Regions from separate parts of the Muntiacus reevesi genome. Here region 2 is linked to region 1. The links are chromatin contacts, called in public Hi-C maps. All regions are on one chromosome and are shown on one strand. Each heading gives the region's core, a stretch centred on a gene start, on an enhancer-like site or on the middle of the called end of the contact. The rest is flanking DNA. Distances are from core to core; before and after follow the strand shown. Region 1 holds the start of ELOC (elongin C). Region 2 holds the start of RPL7 (ribosomal protein L7).

Region 1 (3,900 bases), core at 523-3,022:
CTGAAACTATATTTGCTTACTTAATGTACAGTCTCTCTTTTCTCAAGCTCCAAGAGGGCAGGCCTCATATATAGTGCCTTATATATAGAAGATGAAGATGCTCAATAAATATTTGAGTGAATGGCACTATAGTTTTCTTAATCACCAAAGCTTGAAATCACTGATGAGATTTTTCTGATCTTATTTAATAATGGAACAGTAAACGTTTAGGAGGATTACCTAAAATGCATTAACACATACCAATGTAAATACAAAGACTTTCCAGATTATTTCCTAATATTGAAAAATCTACAAAAAAAAAAAAATCCAAAAAAGCAATTTATAAGATACAAATATTACTTTATTACTTGATGTATAGAACTGACTCTAACTTCTGACTACAAACTATTGCCTAATCATATTACAGAATTACCACAATGCAAAGAAACTAGCATCTTCCATTTGAAATAAATTTATATATATACTTTGGAATGGTAGTTATTGGTTATTAGGTCGATCTCATACTTAAGGAAAAAGGACAGTCATACTTAAGGAAAAAGAACAGTCATTTAAAAATTATGAGGCCAAAATCATCACTGGCAATAAGCACTTAATATTCAGACGACAGGGACCATAGTTGTCTCTTTGCCATTTTATCTCCGAAATGAAGGAATTCACTTGTGAACAGTGATGTTTCAACATCATGAATTATACCACAATTACAATCTAAACGAGATCGGAGATGTCTCATTTTAGTCCACTAAACAAAACAGGAAAACTATCTGGAGATCAAAAAACAAATTTGGCAGTTTGAAAATAAGGTTTTAAAACTCTAAAGGATTTCGGTTGTTTCCTATACTGAAGGCGACGCAGAGTAGAAATGCTCGCACTAATAACTCGAACTCCATAAACTATACTAAAGAGGTCCACAGGAGAAACTTAATGGCCACCGTACTTGACACTACCTGCCTCCATCAGATAAGACTGGGCGGCAGATGCTCGACAGACCCAAACCAAGTCGGGCAGAGATCACCCAACAAGTTGCCCCTAAGGTAAAGTTCTCGGTGACCCGCTACAGCAAAGAGCGAGGGCCCTCTTCTGTGACGGGACCGACTCCAAGGAATGGACGAGCCTGAGTGCACCCGGAGAAAGCAAAAAAGGAAAAGCGACAGGGCTGCCATGCTCCTAACTCCACCCTCCTCGCGCTCAACCCCGAAGAGGCCCAGTCTCGCCAGCCGCCGCCCCTCCTTCTTCCCTTTTCCAAGCCCACCGAGCGGCGCCAGGGAAGGTCCCGCCGCCCTCCTCTCCCCTCCCCCAAACCAGGAGCCGAAGCGGCAGGGGAAGGTTAAGCTTCCGTTCCTTCCCCGCCCAAATGGGAAGGGGTGGGAAGTGGGATGGCGAGAGCACCCAGTACGAGCCTCCCTCGTCCCCCACGCGGGCCTAGAGCTCCGTTCCCACCCCAGCCCGAGACTCACTCGTCAGCTCCGCAGCAACCGCAGCCACCGCACCGGGTCCCCGCGCACCGCCACAGCCCCTACACCAGGGCCACCCCCCCCACCCCCAGCTGCCTGCCGCCGTGGGTTCCGGGGCAGCAAAAGGAATCACTTCCGCTGGGTCACAGATGCCTTCTACGCGCGGGAGATTAGTACCTGGTGAGGCGGAGACGCGCCGAGGCCGTTGCTTGCCGGCGTCTACAGGAAGTGCGCAGCGCCCCCTCCCTTCTCCCACGGGCCAGCCTGAGAGGATGGCGGTGCCGGGAAAAGTCTCAGCCAATCCTATTTTGGGTCTTCTGATTCCCAGCATGCAGCGCCGACCTTAATCTGATTTCCGAAGGGACCTCATCCTTGAAGCGTTGCTGGGAATGGAGGGGGTCGGGGGTGGTCCGAGGCAGCATTGCATCCTGGGATTTGTAGTTTCTCTGGTGGGTACTGACATGTTTGGCGGAGTCAGCGCTGCAACCTGGAACTTGTAGTTTCTCACGCCGAGTCTTAAAGAGTCTGATAATTTTGGAGGTTGTCCCTGCCCCTCCTTTGCGGGTAAGCCTAGAGGTAGCAGACGTCCGCAGAAGAAACGTCGGAAAGTGGGGGTGCGGTTTCTATGCTAACAAGATCGTGCTCTTTATGAAGCAGTTTCTGTCTTTTGTGAAAAGTTGCAGAGCTTATTGAAGAGCATCTCGGCAACTCGTGAAATCGCTGGCCTCATTTCCTCTCTTCCCGGTACTTTCAGTGTTTACTGAAAACAGCCACGCCCCCCACCCCCACTCGGAGGCCTTCACCCCATCTCCTGTCTCCCTCCAAGCCATCCGGTTGCTCATTTGGATTCTGAAATCATACACAGAAACTACGGCCACGAGTACTCAATTCTGACACCATCTTTGTCACTGCACGCCCTCTCTGCCACTCCTTCCTCTGCTGTCTTCTCCCACTATCTCCTCGGCGCACTATCTCCCCACTCCTCCCATCTGCCTATCCTTTTTACAGATCTAACCTCCACTTAAGATAGGGTTCTATCCTGAAAACTCATGGGAAGTTGAAAATACCAGTCTAAAATGCATTGGTTAGACCTAACCTATTCAACACAATTTAGCCTAGCTTACCTTAGACTGTGCTCAGAACACTTATATCAGCCGGCAGTTGGGCAGAGATCATCAAATGCAAAGCTTATTTTACAATAGAGTGTTGATTATCTTAGGTAGTTTATTGATTACTGTACTGAATGTGAAAAACAGAATGTAAGTGTATAGGTGGTTTACTCTCCTGATTGGGTAAGTGATTAGAAGCTTCAAAACCGAGGAGAGAGTATTCTACTGCATCTTTCATACTGTATATAGCCCAGGAAAAGATTAAGATTCCAAATTGTGTATGGTTTCTTCTGAATCTTACAGCTTTTGCACCATCATAAAGTCAAGAAATTATAAATTGAACTATCATAAGTCAGAGCCGCCTTTACTTGCTTTCCTGTGGTGAAATTTAGGCACCCTTCCAGGAAGAGTGAAACAGCTAAATAAAGTTCACCCTCTGTTTACTGGACTGAGGCATGAAAGGAATGTAGGGCCAAGACTCTCACCATTGCAAGTTGCTCAACTAGGACTGCTGTGTAATGATGTCCACAAAAGGAAAACACAGGCACCCAGAGTTTGTTGACCTAATTAGTGACTTTTGCCTGAAAGACACTTTTAGTTCATTTGGCAGATTAAAAAGTGTTGCAAAAGCAATCCAGACAGACTGTTGGGGGTTAATTTTTCCAAGCCTTTGCAAAAATGATTAAGGTTTTTTGGTTATATTAGCTCAGAATAGAGTTTGGTAAGGTGGAGAGGCAATGGGATGAGGAGTCTGTGGGCTCATTTTCGACTGAACTTTTCCTCCTTTACTTCAGGAGTGTTGTCTTCACCCCTTAAAATGTCCCTTTCCTCAATTCCTTATCACCTTCTAAAAGGATCACTATGTTAGTTGCCTAGAGAATGATAGAATTTTTCAGGTGAGGATGCTGAGGCTAACTAATGCCAGATTTAGGGCTAAAATCTAGTCAAGGATTGTTTTTTAAAAATGCAAAATTTACTTAGGATATTATTTATTATGTAAATAATTTATTATTTACCTATAGTAAATGTATTATACATGGTCATAAAAATGTAGAAATTGCAGATACATTTGGTGTTTTAATATACTTTTACATAGATTATACTGTATTTATATGGTTCTTTATACTATTTATTTTCCTACTTAACAAACCTCAATAACCCCCACTTCTGTAACCAAAATATCCACAACATCATTTTTAACGTCTATAGAATTACACTGTCTAAATGTACCATCAGTCACTTAAGTATTTCCTTAAATGTTGGACATTGACCTTATTTTCAAGTCACTTTATGTAATACTGTATTCAGGATCTGCAGAAATCTTTGACCAAGTTTCTGTT
Region 2 (3,900 bases), core at 1,023-3,522, 580 kb before region 1:
CGCATCAAGATTTGCAAAGTAAAGATCAAAGTCAACCAAGACAATCCATTTCAATTTGTTTCAATTGTTTTATTAACTGACCAGATTACAAAAATAATCCTGGTAGATACCTGAAAGGAAGGAAAAAAATCCCATTAAACATAATAATTAAAAATTAACATATACCAGGAGTTATCAGTACCAACTGTTTCCACTTTTAAGTAGGGAAAAAAACAGGCCTTTTCTTCTCTCCATAATGTCCTCAATAGGGAAAACCAAATCAGCTGTGATCATATTACATGGTTGATTTTCCCCCACTAAATGCCAACTCAGTGAAACCCTTATCAGCATTTTTAGATCAATTTACTCTAGCATTAAGTAAACTTCTTTCTGAATGTAGTTGCTCACCTTAGTTCATCCTTCTAATAAGCCTGTTGATCTGGTCTTCCCTGTTGCCAGCATCTCCACCTTCTACAAAATGGGTGGTCTTTTTCTTCATTCCACCTCGTGGAGAAGACAATTTAAAGGGCCACAGGAAGTTGTTTGCTTCTTTGAAACGTTTTCCAACAGTATAGATCTCATGAATCAGATCCTCCATGCAGATGATTCCGTATTTCCCTGAACGTGTTCAAGATTATTTAAGGTTATTAAAATTATTTTGAGACTATTACATTTTAAGGCATTAAAGAGTACAGGCAAGTAAATAGTGAAATTAACAAGGAAACATGAGGCTTTACATACAAAGATACAGCTCAAGCCAGTAAAATCACACCTTCCATTTTTTCATAAATAGTATATGGAATAAGGGAAGGTTTCTCAAGACACCAAAAAACAGCTTGTCTGATACAATAAATTTTATAATAATTACCTTTCCCCAAAGAGGCAGAACCTACCAAGAGATCGAGCAATCAATGCGTTGTCTGTCAGGGCAATTCGCTTTTTGTTGATTTTGCCATAACCACGCTTGTAGATCAATTCATTTACAGACTTCAGATTTGGGTACCTAAATATGAGAAGAAAAACCGACACAAATGACCAAATAAGACTATGACTGTCAAAACCTCTATAATTCATCTCACTAATGCAGCCAACTTACCAAAAAAGAAGTCAAAGACACCTACCCCCATGCAATGTATGGCTCCACAATTCTCAACATGTTAATTGATGCCTTGTTGAGCTTCACAAAGGTGCCATTGAAGATCTGCCGGAGGCGAAGGAGCTGCAGCACCTTTCGAACCTTTGGGCTCACACCGTTGATACTGCAAGGAAAAAACACAGAAAATTCCTTTAGCTTTCATCACACTTTTTACAATAAAAAGACAGGGAACTAACATTTTTGGGCAACATGTCACACCCAAATAGGAATCTTCTCCTGTTACAAGACCACTCTTTCCTTTAGTTATAGCTGTATTCTATCACCTGTCAACTTGCCTCCCCAAAATATTCAAAAATTTCCCCAATGCTCTTATTACTTCCTCTTATATAGACCTGTTTTAAGTCATTCTCCAGGACATTGAACTCAAGTGTTCAATGAGAGAATGGACAGATGCTTTGGGCACAGGGCTTATCATCACTAAAATACTCCCCCACCCCATTCCACTTACCATTCAAGTTTCTGTTCCAGTGTATGAGAACCAAGGTCCCCACAAATGTGAAATTTTGCTGAGAGTGGACAGCTTTCCCTTTAAGACTAGAATGCAATAAACATTGAACTTACCCTCTGATCCTGATGACAAATGCCAATTTGGGTTCCGCGGGTACATAGAAGTTGCCAGCTTTTCGTGCCATCCTAGCCATTCGAATTTCAGTTCTGTACATCTGCCTGTATTCCTTGTGGTAATGCTTAGCTTTTTCATAAATAAGCTTCCTCCTTGCCTTTCGAAGCTGAAAAACCAACATTCTTATTCATCTGCTTTTTGGCTCCCAAACACAATTAGCAATACTAGTAAATAGAACACTCTTCTCTTGAAACTTTCTCACCACCATACACATTAACATTCCAAGAGGACACCAACTTAATTAGAAAAGATCATTCTAAAAGTTAACCACACTGACGGGTATAGGAACTGAAATAAGCCTTGTTAAAAATATCCGACTAATTTTCAATCACAGGACCTCTTTACTGGTGCGTCAAAAAGTTTACTTACCATCTTTTGGGCAAATTTCTTTCTCAGGCGTTTGATCTTAAGCTCTGCGAAATTCTTTCGCTTTTTCTTAAGGGTTTCTGGCACAGCAGGAACCTTCTTTTTCTTCTCTCTGACAACAGCAGACAGAAAAAGAGTTCAAAAGGCCCACAGCACATCACTCCCCATTCAGTACCGAGCACGCTCTCAACGTACCTTTAACTGTTCTAGTATGCTATACCTGTAATCTTTATGTCTAACACGGACCACTGTCTTTAAAAGAATGATAGGCAACAAATTCACATTTAACCTGCAATCAGTCCCGGGGTCCCAAAACAACAAAAATAGCGACAGCGAAACACAGAGTAAAAGACAGCTGCAAGACACTGACCCCTAGACTATTAGTGTAACTCGTAAACCACCTACCACCACCCCGGTTCAAACTTCAAGTTCCACATGTTTAAGCAAAGGCCTGATACCAGGGACGTGTGGGGCAAAAGTCAGCTAAGGAAGAACCCAATTCAGAGGTTCTGACCCTCCCTCCTAGGACGAGGGACTGGACAACCCCACATATATTTAGCTCTCACACCTTGTTCCCGGTACCTCCAAGACCTCCTCCCCAAGGCCGCTTGAATCCCATCTTAGCCTGAGACCACTGGTAATGTCACAGCGCGTCACAAACACACAGATATGTTGGCAAAGATACAGGCTACAGACGGAACGAGGGAGAGAGAGACTAGAGGGCTCTGGTTTCGGGGATGGAGGAGGATACTCGAGACGACGAGGAGAAACTTACTCTGCACCCTCCATGGTTCCAGCCGGGAAAGAGGAAGTTGACGCATGCGCGCTGTCCACTTAAAGACGGCGAGCGTGAAGCCCCAGACTCATAGGTGTCTCGGGATAAGCCAGAAAAGAACTCGGAACTAAAAACTCGACTCGCAGACGCAGAAGTAAGAACTGCCTGACTCAGCCTCTTTACAACCAAGTTTCTGGTAAAATGTGTATGGGAAAAATGAATGCATTGGCTAGACTCTTTAATCGGTACGATGAGAGCAAAGAGTACCGATTCCTTGACTACTCGGGGTCCTAATCTTCAGGCTGCGTCGACAGGATACGGCTCGAATTCTACCCAGTAATGTATGCAAACGATGCGTCGGCGGGGCGCGAACTACAAATCCCGGCATGCATCACGTTCACGGCCCGCCCGCCGAAAGGGCAACGCCGGTCCGGGTCGGTAGGGAAGCGCGGCCGTGGTGGTCCCAGTCGGGTAAATGGAGAGCCTCTTGGCCTTCGATCCAAAGGGCCAACTACGATTCTAGGCTGCTCCCGGCTTGTGGCCGCCTTCCCGGCCCTTCGCTAACCCCAGCAGCCGACTGGCACGCCCGTTGCCGCGCTGCCGAGGTCCTTGTCTTCGTTCCTCCAGCCTGTAGGGCTGTCTTCCGCAGCGCCTGATCGCCGGTGGAGTCGTCCAGAACCCCTGGGTTAACGAAAGTGACTAGACGGGGGACAAGCGAGGACCGGACGGCCGGAGGAGGACAGCCCGGGCGCTGCCGACTGTCCGGCCTGGCGGGTGGAGGTCGGGACGCCCCACGGCGGGGGTGGGGGTGGGGGCGTGAACCGCGATGGGAGGTGCGAGGAGGGCTGGAGGCTGCGGCCACGGCCATGTGAGAGGGGCTGCCCCGCCGCTGCTCGGCGGACGGCGGGCGGGCGGGGGGCTGGGCCGGGGGCGGGGTGCGCCCGGGGGGCGGGGAGGGCCGAGCTGGGGGAGGGCCGATGCCGCCGCCGGCTCTTCCCGGTC

Evidence for each region. Hi-C and Micro-C count contacts between places; a contact is called where the count stands out from the background.
Region 2: a Hi-C map of muscle shows a contact between it and region 1, with 7 times the contacts expected there. The contact joins the promoter of RPL7 here to the promoter of ELOC in region 1. A contact is called at or near these places in 2 of 3 Hi-C or Micro-C datasets (blood and muscle).

Annotation. Positions count from the first base shown.
Region 1 is chr12:41,971,012-41,974,911 of mMunRee1.1, reverse strand. ELOC (elongin C) reads right to left here and starts at 1,772. Exons shown (of 4, transcript XM_065902834.1): 1 at 1,629-1,772.
Region 2 is chr12:42,551,620-42,555,519 of mMunRee1.1, reverse strand. RPL7 (ribosomal protein L7) reads right to left here and starts at 2,272. Exons shown (of 6, transcript XM_065903340.1): 1 at 2,127-2,272; 2 at 1,697-1,863; 3 at 1,101-1,238; 4 at 873-982; 5 at 388-597; 6 at 55-110. The coding sequence starts at 2,129. The coding sequence ends at 389.